Regions from separate parts of the Zea mays genome. Here regions 1 and 2 are each linked to region 3. A link is a contact called in public Hi-C data. All regions are on one chromosome and are shown on one strand. The core of a region is the stretch at or near the end of the contact, and the rest is flanking DNA. Distances in the headings are between cores, read along the strand shown.

The links. A called contact is a pair of places that touch in the nucleus more often than the background predicts.
Region 1: a Hi-C map of ear shows a contact between it and region 3, with 2.1 times the contacts expected there. The contact joins the promoter of LOC103637688 here to the enhancer-like site in region 3. A contact is called at or near these places in 3 of 25 Hi-C or Micro-C datasets (ear, leaf and tassel).
Region 2: a Hi-C map of leaf shows a contact between it and region 3, with 4 times the contacts expected there. The contact joins the promoter of LOC100284460 here to the enhancer-like site in region 3. A contact is called at or near these places in 2 of 25 Hi-C or Micro-C datasets (leaf and tassel).

What each region holds. Positions count from the first base shown.
Region 1 is chr1:98,883,245-98,886,271 of Zm-B73-REFERENCE-NAM-5.0, forward strand. It overlaps LOC103637688 (disease resistance protein RPM1), which reads left to right and starts at 1,469. Exons shown (of 3, transcript XR_004855284.1): 1 at 1,469-1,742; 2 at 3,019-3,027.
Region 2 is chr1:98,533,598-98,536,822 of Zm-B73-REFERENCE-NAM-5.0, forward strand. LOC100284460 (tetraspanin family protein) reads left to right here and starts at 1,452. Exons shown (of 7, transcript NM_001157355.1): 1 at 1,452-1,475; 2 at 1,594-1,879; 3 at 2,330-2,429; 4 at 2,844-2,924; 5 at 3,030-3,134. The coding sequence starts at 1,647.
Region 3 is chr1:98,670,180-98,673,233 of Zm-B73-REFERENCE-NAM-5.0, forward strand. No RefSeq gene overlaps it. Among protein-coding and RNA genes, the nearest start is that of LOC103637687, 27 kb to the left of the region's middle. Within about 2 kb of position 1,657, at least 16 of the 20 cell types and tissues checked have an H3K27ac peak or open chromatin away from gene starts, as enhancers often do. A contact at or near this core is called in ear and leaf, where this site is marked.

The DNA.
Region 1 (3,027 bases), core at 219-2,718, 210 kb after region 3:
CTTCATGAGGCTTCTATAAACTACTACCTCATCGGCTTCGGGCAGAGGGACATTATTTTCCCCTCCAGACCTCACAATTGAGATATCACGGAAGTACCTTCCCCTCATTGCATCAATTTTCCCTTGCTTGATAGTTGATTTCCTGAAGACAACATGGCTTGGTCTCCAGGGCCGATCTTCGGCATCTTCATTCCCGCTTTCTACATCAAAGCTTTCACTATCACTGGAACCTTCAGATATTCCAGCTAACATCTCATGTGCAATCTTCTCTGCGTTGGTTTTTTCCATAGCTTCATAAAACTTGGACAGCGTCGGGTCAACAATCTTCTTCTCGTCAGCCATTAAGACGATGGTCGTTGGAATGTCGAAGCTTGAAATTCAATTAAACTCGACAAAGCAAGAAAGTTTAAAACGACAAGCACAATGCAAGCAACTGAAATGGCATAAGAAATGCTTTCAATACAAGCTCCTATTTATATGTCCAGCGCCCCACGGTTTGGTGGGTCCTGCATGTCAGTGTCATTTGCTATTCTAGCGAAGGGAAGGTGTTTTTTTAGACCTTCGGCTAAAGGCCTTCGTTCACGTCGCAGTCTAAATTTGTCACAAAGAAACAAATTAATATAGCGAGGGGCTACTGTTGGGGGCCTTCTTCCTCCGAAGGTCCTCAAAAACACGACTAATCATATGTTTCTAGTGTGACATGGGTTATTTCATAGTGGAGCTTCGGCTTCGGATGAAGGTTTTCTCTTATGACAAGATGGAAATACAATCCGAAGGTGATGAAATTGGACGACGAAACTATAGCCAAAAAGCTTCGACTTGAAGTGATGACGAAGACCAAGTACGATGATGGACGAGAAGGGACAAAGACTACTTAATCCCTAATATTTCATATTATGTTCATAGATGAGTGTTAAGGGTATAAATGTATTTTCACTCGGGTTGCGTCTCGTGCCTATAAATAGATGAACAGTAGCACCGTACTGTTCACGCTGGATTGTATTCACTTTCTCGCATCCTCACCTCCGAGCAAGACGAAGGTATTATTGTAATATTAACATTGTTGATATTTATTTATGTTTTATAAAATGCAAGAATAAATGAATTAAGATATGGTTATCACACTTATTCCTTCGTATTCTTATCCTTGTATTAGTATGATGAAGGTACGTCCTTCTCCACCTTCGTCTGAAAGACATTATAGTTGTAAGGAGATAATGCCTCGAAGTACAAAGGTTTTTTATGATTAATAATTGTGTTTCCTTGTTCTTAACTCACAGTATTTGAGAACAAGTGACCACCAAGGACGGTGATGGCTGTGATGGTGGCCGGACTGGGTGCTGACGGCTGGGAGTTGGGAGAAGTGAGGGAGAAAAATCTAACCCTGATACTATGTAAGGTTGTGTAGACTGTTTGTATAGAGTGGTTACATATAAATAGACTTGGAATCTTAACCTAATGGACCGAGGGCAGTGGTGTCAACCCACACATAGGACTAGTTTGGGAAAAAACGGAGGTGGTTGAAGGGTTAAAATCTCCTTATTTAAAAATAAAGAAGAGAATTTTAGTGCTGCATTGCCCTTACACGGTGTCTAACATCTGCTTGTGGACTTTGACTCGTACTTCAGCGACCCGAGCCCCCGACAATCCCTCGCCGAATTCCAGAATCCAGAGCAAGGGTATCACCTCGACCTCAGTTACTGATCGGAGCCGCTCCTGGCGCTTGGTTTCTATTGGATGCGGTGAGTTCCTTTGTAACCCCTCTCAGATCCCCTCCAAGCTTAAAGACCATATAGAAACACAATCCGTATTCAGCTGTTAGCTTAAAGCTTATTGAATGGTTGGACTGGCTCCAAGATCCAACGTCATCTTCTAGGATTTATAGCATTGTGCTAATTTTTGGGAAATTGAAGGGTCAGTTTAAACTAAAAAAACTCGGATTTACAATAGCATAGCTAAACCAACTCTTCTTTTTTCTTGGTGAGTTGGTGGACTGTCGCTTATGAAGTTCTCCCTTTTTCCAATCATGCTGAATAAGAGAGGAAACTCGGAACTTGCTAACTTACTGTTTCTTGTGTTCATTAAGTTGTATGTAGCCTTGTAGCTAGGTGTACAATTTACCAAGCTCATGAAATATTCGATGACCATTCCCTCCAAGTCCAACCACAAAAAGTGATGTTTATGGTTGTCTAATGTCAACCACTCCAAACTTTAACTATTATTTACTTTTTTATATATTGAGCTTCAATGTTTGAAAGAGCAGAATTCTCTTTAAAAATAGTTTCATAAAAATTCACATTTTCTATATTTATAGTTATATTAGAAGAAAAGGTAGAGGCCAAACTTTGGAACTTGATTTCATACAACTTCAGAACGAGGGAATGTCATCTAGGATCCCACCCTATTCATCAAATTTGTGATTACTGCATTCGGGCATGATAAGTTCTAAACTTTCCTTGGATCCATAAATTAGTATATGTGCAGTCGTGTACTAGCTAATTTGTAACACATTATGCTTCGTTTTCATGTACACCTTCACCATTCTAGTTTTCAATAGGTAAAGTTGTGGATCCTAAAATTTACAGCTAGGCATAGCCTTATATGTGCACTACAGAAGTAATGTCTATTTTTATTTTTTTGCATAATTATAGAATAAGTTGTCATGTGCTTGTCAAAACAGGGTGTGATGCAGTTAGGGGCACCAAAGAAATTGAACCATCAGTTCGATAAGAGTACATAAAAGGTAGAGACAATATTTTACTTTTGTCCTACATATACAATTATATATATGTATTCTATAAGGGTCCACCTAATGCTAATTAAAAGGAACCTGACATCTGATTATCTTATGAGTAGGGTATGTTCATGTACACTAACAGATCCTAGGCATGCTGTTATAAACTTTGCTCTTTCAGCTTGTCCGTCAGAGGAAAAATAATTTCTTTCATTTTTCGAGTCTCTGGTAAATCATTGTGTTGGCTGCGCATCCACCTTAACATTTTGTTTTTTCCCTTTTAGGATCAATGC
Region 2 (3,225 bases), core at 202-2,701, 140 kb before region 3:
TATCAAGTCATCAAAAAGTATCTATCTTTTAGAAAAAACAAAAAAAATAACAGGTGGATAGGTTCATAGAAACAGTGAGATGAGCTATGGATATATTTATGACCAGTAATCTCTATGCTTTAACTAACCCAAATAATGAGCTAGCGGTAGTTGTTGTGGAGAAAGAAGAACCCGCTATTGAGATTTTCTGAAGAAGAGAAAAATGTTGATGCCAATATCAATGATAACAATTTAAGAGGCCTCTATGGTAGTTTTCGTTCAGTGCCCCTAAAATGCTAGGAATGATCCTATGTACAACCACATAAATGGTCTGTATCTTAAGGGGTATTTAAATGAATAAGTTTAAAACACAAAAAATGTATCTTAGTAAAGGAACGTCTCTAGCACAGTTTTTGAGTCTAAGATATGGTTACACTCATACAACCCACATAAATGAATCATTTCTTGAGATGTTCGTAAATAAGATACAAGACTTAGATATATTGAGTTGTATGAACGAGTATATCTAATGCTTAAATAACCAAAAATAATATTTAGGTTGTACGTGCCCTAACAGGTCAAACTTATGATGTGTTTTGTTTGGATTTTGGCTTTTACTTTTGCCCAAAAGCCAAAAGCCGTGCCAAATGGCTGGATCCAGAATCAGTTTTTTCTAGAAGCCGACTCTCTCGCAGTTTAAAACTGAAAGCACCTCTAGACCTACCTTTAGGATGTGTTTGATTGCAATGACAAGACAATGAGATGAGACGATCCCTCAAATAAGATTGTTTGGTTCAAGGTCAAAGGTTGGAACATGACTATCTAGTGTTGTCCCCAATTATCTTTCAAAATTGGAGGGACGAGAGAGTACGCCAAGGGACATCCCTGTTCTTGCTGTCCTGCAACCAAACGTACCCTTAATGACTTTCAAATAAAACTGTGAATATATATATGAACTTTTAGTGGTTTTTTATGATTTACACTAAATAATTTTTAGCTTTTTAATAGCTCAGAGCGTAAACTAGCTTTTTTTCACTCCCAACAACCAAACAAACCCTTCGCCTAACGATAACAACAGCAACACATGCCAATATACCGATGTCATTTGCCATCTCGAATTGCGGAGGCGGCCCATGAGAGGGCAGTTCAGACCTTTCAAGTGACCCGACCGCCAGCGCATATCCACTGCGCACGGGGATAATGGCGAGCACTACCGGCCAGCGCAACCGTCCCCGCGCGTACACCGTCAGCATGGCCGCCGATGCGATAAAAAAATAACTCCAGCTCAAATTCCTAATGCAGCCAGCCCAACCGATCTGCTCCGTCCACTGCCTCAGGCAACGGCACTCCTCGCGCCACCTGGTGGGTCCCTCGTCCACTCCAACTCCACCGCCTCCTTTGCCCCAATCCAGCCGAGTGATTTTTAGTTTATTCACGCGCAAAAAACTAAAAAAGAATTATAAACGGAAGAAGAACGGCAGGCGAAGCATCGCCAGGTAATCAACCCGTCCTCCTGTCCTTCTTCCCCTCACCCACCGCGGGAAATTCGGCGCGATTCGGGCGGTATTAGTTGGAATTCCCCTGAGAATCGGAGCGTTTTTTTGGACTTGGTAGATTGGTATATCGATCGATTGATCGGTGGCGGAGGGAGGGGAGGAGGGCGGCAGATGGCGGCGTGCCGGGGCTTCTTCGAGTGCCTGCTCAGGCTGCTCAACTTCATCCTCACCGTCGCCGGCCTCGCCATGGTCGGCTACGGGATCTACCTGCTCGTCGAGTGGATGAAGATATCTGAGGACGGCAGCAGCGGGGGGTTGACGGCGGAGGTGCTGGTCTCCGGCCGGCCGTTGTTGGGGGCTGTCGCTCTCGGTGACAGCTTCCTCGACATGCTACCCAAAGCATGGTGAGATGGTTGCTTGCTCATGCACCCTTTTTGTTTCTGATGTATCAACGTTGGTTTCGTCCATGTGATCTCGCGACTGATTAGGATTTTGGGTTGTGAGGAACTGCGAGGTTTGCTTAGTAGGGGTGGCAATCACAATTGTGAATAGGACAAGTGTTACTTTAATTTTCCATGTAGTGGATGATTAAGAGGCGAATGTTTGAAATATGCAATGATGTTATGATAGCCAAAACTCTCAGTTGCAAATTGCAGTTTGATGTAGCATTTGTTATTCGCCTTCGGATCGATGAGCTTGTTAGTCAGGCAGTAAATTCTATGTGGATTTGAATTGTTCCAAGTCTCCAGTCGGAACCATTGGTTCTTTAGTTTGGCAATTATGGGTTTGTTATTTGTTTGTTCTTACTGCCAAAACGGTTGTGTTTGACATGGAATCGCCTCTGTTCCCTGCAGGTTTATTTATTTGTTCATTGGTGTTGGTGCTACTGTTTTCCTCGTGTCTCTGTTTGGCTGCATTGGAGCAGGGACAAGAAACACCTGCTGTTTGTGTTTCGTATCCTTTTTAATGTGCCTCTTAGACATCATTCTGTTGTCCTCTCTAAAGAATATTCCATTTGTCATACACAATACACTAAAAAGTACTCCCTCCGTTCTTTTTTATTTGTCGCGGTTTAGTTCAAAAATAAACTAACGGACGACAAATATTTTAAAACGGAGGTAGTACTTGGAATTATGCTGCACATTAAATCCAGACGGGCTATTAGTATCTGAACCTGCTAAACCAACAAATTTTGTTTCTGTACTACTCTGAAACGCCAATCTTATAGAACAGCAGTAGCAGAGGCAATAATATTTTAACTATTTCTGCAGCCCCATGATATTTTGTCAAAGGTAGTTATTTGACTTTTTATAATGATATAAGATCACACTATTAATTCATGCTTGTTTCCTTTGACTTATAAAAAAGTATGCCTTCTTGGTCATATTGTTGATCCTTGCTGAAGCTGGAGCTGCTGCATTCATTTTCTTTGACCATAGCTGGAAAGATGTGAGTATTCTGTTTGGTGCTTGTCTTGGGAACTAAACTACTACAGTGTAACTTGTCTTATCATTTCCTTGACTAGCTGTAGTTATCCATTGACTTCTTTTGCAGGTAATTCCAGTGGACAAGACACATAACTTTGATGTTATGTATGGCTTTCTGAAGAAAAACTGGGAGATTGCAAGATGGGTTGCTCTTGGCGTTGTTGTTTTTGAGGTAGGAGACAAGACTAATCTTACATCCTTTGATCTTAACTAAACTCAAAGGATCCTCATATTACACTTATGCTTCCAATGCCACTGTATTT
Region 3 (3,054 bases), core at 407-2,906:
CCAGGAGTTTTAGGACTTCGAGGAATTCTAATCTAGACTAGCGGCAAACCCCGAGTCGGCTGCCTACGAAGGCCTTATCTTATTTGTGTTTCGTTCAAGACTTTGATTTATGTTTAAGTTAATGACTATATGGATGTTTCAGACATCATGATGTAATAAAGTTATACTCATTTCCACTATTATTTGAGCATTGTGTGATGATGTGCAATTATGTAATCGTTGTGTACGTGAATTTCTGATCCTAGCACGTACATGGTTCGCATTTAGTTTACCTTCTAAAACCGGGTGTGATAGTAAGGTAGGCGCATGTAGCCAACACAGGTCCAGCACGTGGAACTCGCAACCATCACCACTAGCAATTTATTCAGGTGAACAATTCCCACGAACGGAGAAAAAAGATATGGTCCATTTGCATAGAGGAATCGAAGGTTGACGCGTAGGACAGTTCGGATTGGCCGGGAGACCTACCGGCTTGACAAAGAGTTGGTGCAGATCGGATCTCGCAGCAATGTCGAGGTAGAGTGTGTTGATAATGTGTTGAATAACTACAATACCACGGATCACCAGATCCGCTCCCTACCCTACCGTCAGCAGTTTAGGTACGAGAAGATATTTGAAGACATGTCTCCCTTCCTAGAAGCACGATAGAGAAAGCACAAAAGATACAAGATGTAGGGTTGGGCCTCTGGCCTTTTTCTGTCTCTTTCATTCCATATTATAGGGTACAAGTTCTATATATAGAGACATGATACCCTTCAGAAGCATATCAATATTTATCCACATAACCCTTTACTAGGGTTTCTTAACAAATTCAATGTATATGTTATCTTCAAGTTTGGAATGAATTCAAATCAAACTCAACGGAGCGTGATTCTTGCAAATACAAATGCTAGTAAAAATTAGGCAGTGAATGGGGCTAAGACTCGAAAAAAGATGGAGGCTCGCGAGTTGGTTCAAACTTGGCTTGACTCAAAATGCTCGCGAGCCTGAACGAGCGCAATCTGAGCCTACTTTTGTGGCTCGCTCAAGCAGTGAGCCTGAGCCGGCTCACAAGCCAGTCTAATGACATGATGTTATGTCGTTTCACTAGTACATCATTATGTTATTGTTTGGTTTCCTTATTTTTATGGACTCAATGCTAGTATAGTTTAAAATATGTAGCTAGATTTTTTGTATATGTTTTCTATTATGTATATAATGAAAATATATAATTTATTACTTTAATTGAGATTTAGTGTGGCTCGCGAGTCTGAACGAGTCCGAGTCAGGGCACATTTTCAAGCCCTTAATGTGATCGAGTCGAGCCGAGTTTGGCTCGTTGGATCACCGAAGCGCACCGAATCGATCTTGGCTCGGCTCGTTTCCAGCCCTAAACAGAGCTACCTGACTACATTGGATTAGATTTAGATGTCGCTGTGTCACGACTACCACCTCCAGCTTTGTCGCTATCTCCGGCGTCCGACCGAGCCACTGCTTTTAGGTTTCTATTGGAGGGCCCGCCACCCATCGGTCTGCTCTATTCCTGTGCTTGAGTTGCTGACACCGGGCGAGGATTCACGTATTCGTGTGACCGCGGCTCGGCGCTTCGTGATTGTGGTCTTGTGGATACGTGGAAAGTGGTGAAGGTTCGTTTTTGTGTGGGACATGGACTACGTCAAAGTTTGTTTAGCTTTTAGCTTCTCACGTGGTGTGGGCTGAGCTCGGCAACATTAGCTTAGGGCTAGTATAGGAGCCACAAAATCAGAGAGTATTAGAGAGACTAAAATCTTTTTCTTATTCAATTTTGAATAAAATGAGAAATTTAACCACTCTAAAAGCATCTCCAAGAGTTTTACAGAAGTCTCCTAAATCAAGTTTTTTTTGGAAAAACACAAAAATTTGTCTCCAACAGTTCCACTAAAATGCTCCCATCTTTTTTATAGCCCTTAAAACTCTCTCATTTGTAACAAATGAGGAGGTTTTAGGCTCAGCAGAAATAATTTGTCGTTTAAGGGATCTGTTGGAAAAATGATTAAAATCTACCCCACTAATTTAATTTTTTTAGATATCCTTAAAACTAATTTTGATAAGTCATTTTTTAGAGAGCTCTTGAAGATGCTTTAATCCCTTAATTTTTAGACTTCCAAACTAGCTCTCAGTGTTTTTAGTTTCTCACGTTCAAGTAGACTACTTGTCTCTACGTCTATGGTCATCATGGCCCCCGGTCATCACCCCTGCTGCATTGGCTCATAGCTGACCTTGGATTCGTGTTGGCCGAGGGGAGGGCGGGATGCATGCAGCACGCTGTCGCCAGGGGCATCCATAGAGAAATGACGATCATTTCGAGAAACAGGGAGAAGGCATCAGAAAGATGAGGATAAAAGGGTCATTTGGATACTGTAGCATCGTCCTCTTGTTGGTGCGGATATTTTGGTGAGTCATGTGGTTCGGGTTATTTTGACGTAGCCACGTCTTGATGTGCTTGTTTTTTTCAAATATCTCTAAAAAACAAGACAAAATTATTAAATATTTTTTACAAATAACTAGGTAGAGGAAGTATTAATTATTAACTGAAAACAATAATCTTGGTTGTCTCCAATAGCTCACGCGCGCGGATGCAAAAAATAGTTCGCTACACAAGGAAGCGAGTGTTAAAAGACGTCGTTTGCTCTAGTAGAAAGCACATGCAAACGTCCAAACATATATAAAGAGGAGATAGAATCAATAGATTTAGGGTCCTTTTTTCTACGTCCTTATCCACTCTCTCCTAGATGGGAAAATCAGACACATACCCTCAAAAGAACCGACCTATAGATACATACCATCAAAAGAATTCACTTTAGATATATCATCAAAAGATGTTATTTTTAGTTGCTTAGCACTTCTGTGAACTCCACGCTAACTTGGGAGAACTCCACGCTAACTTGGGAGGTACGACGTCGAGGAGGCAAGGGTCACAGATTTTCGGAAGCATGCCATCGAGGAGGCCGCCGAGGAGATACGACAACACTGTCACGGAATATGCCGAAAGGGAAATGAGCTTAATCATTTCCCATAATCGATTTTGGTGTTTAA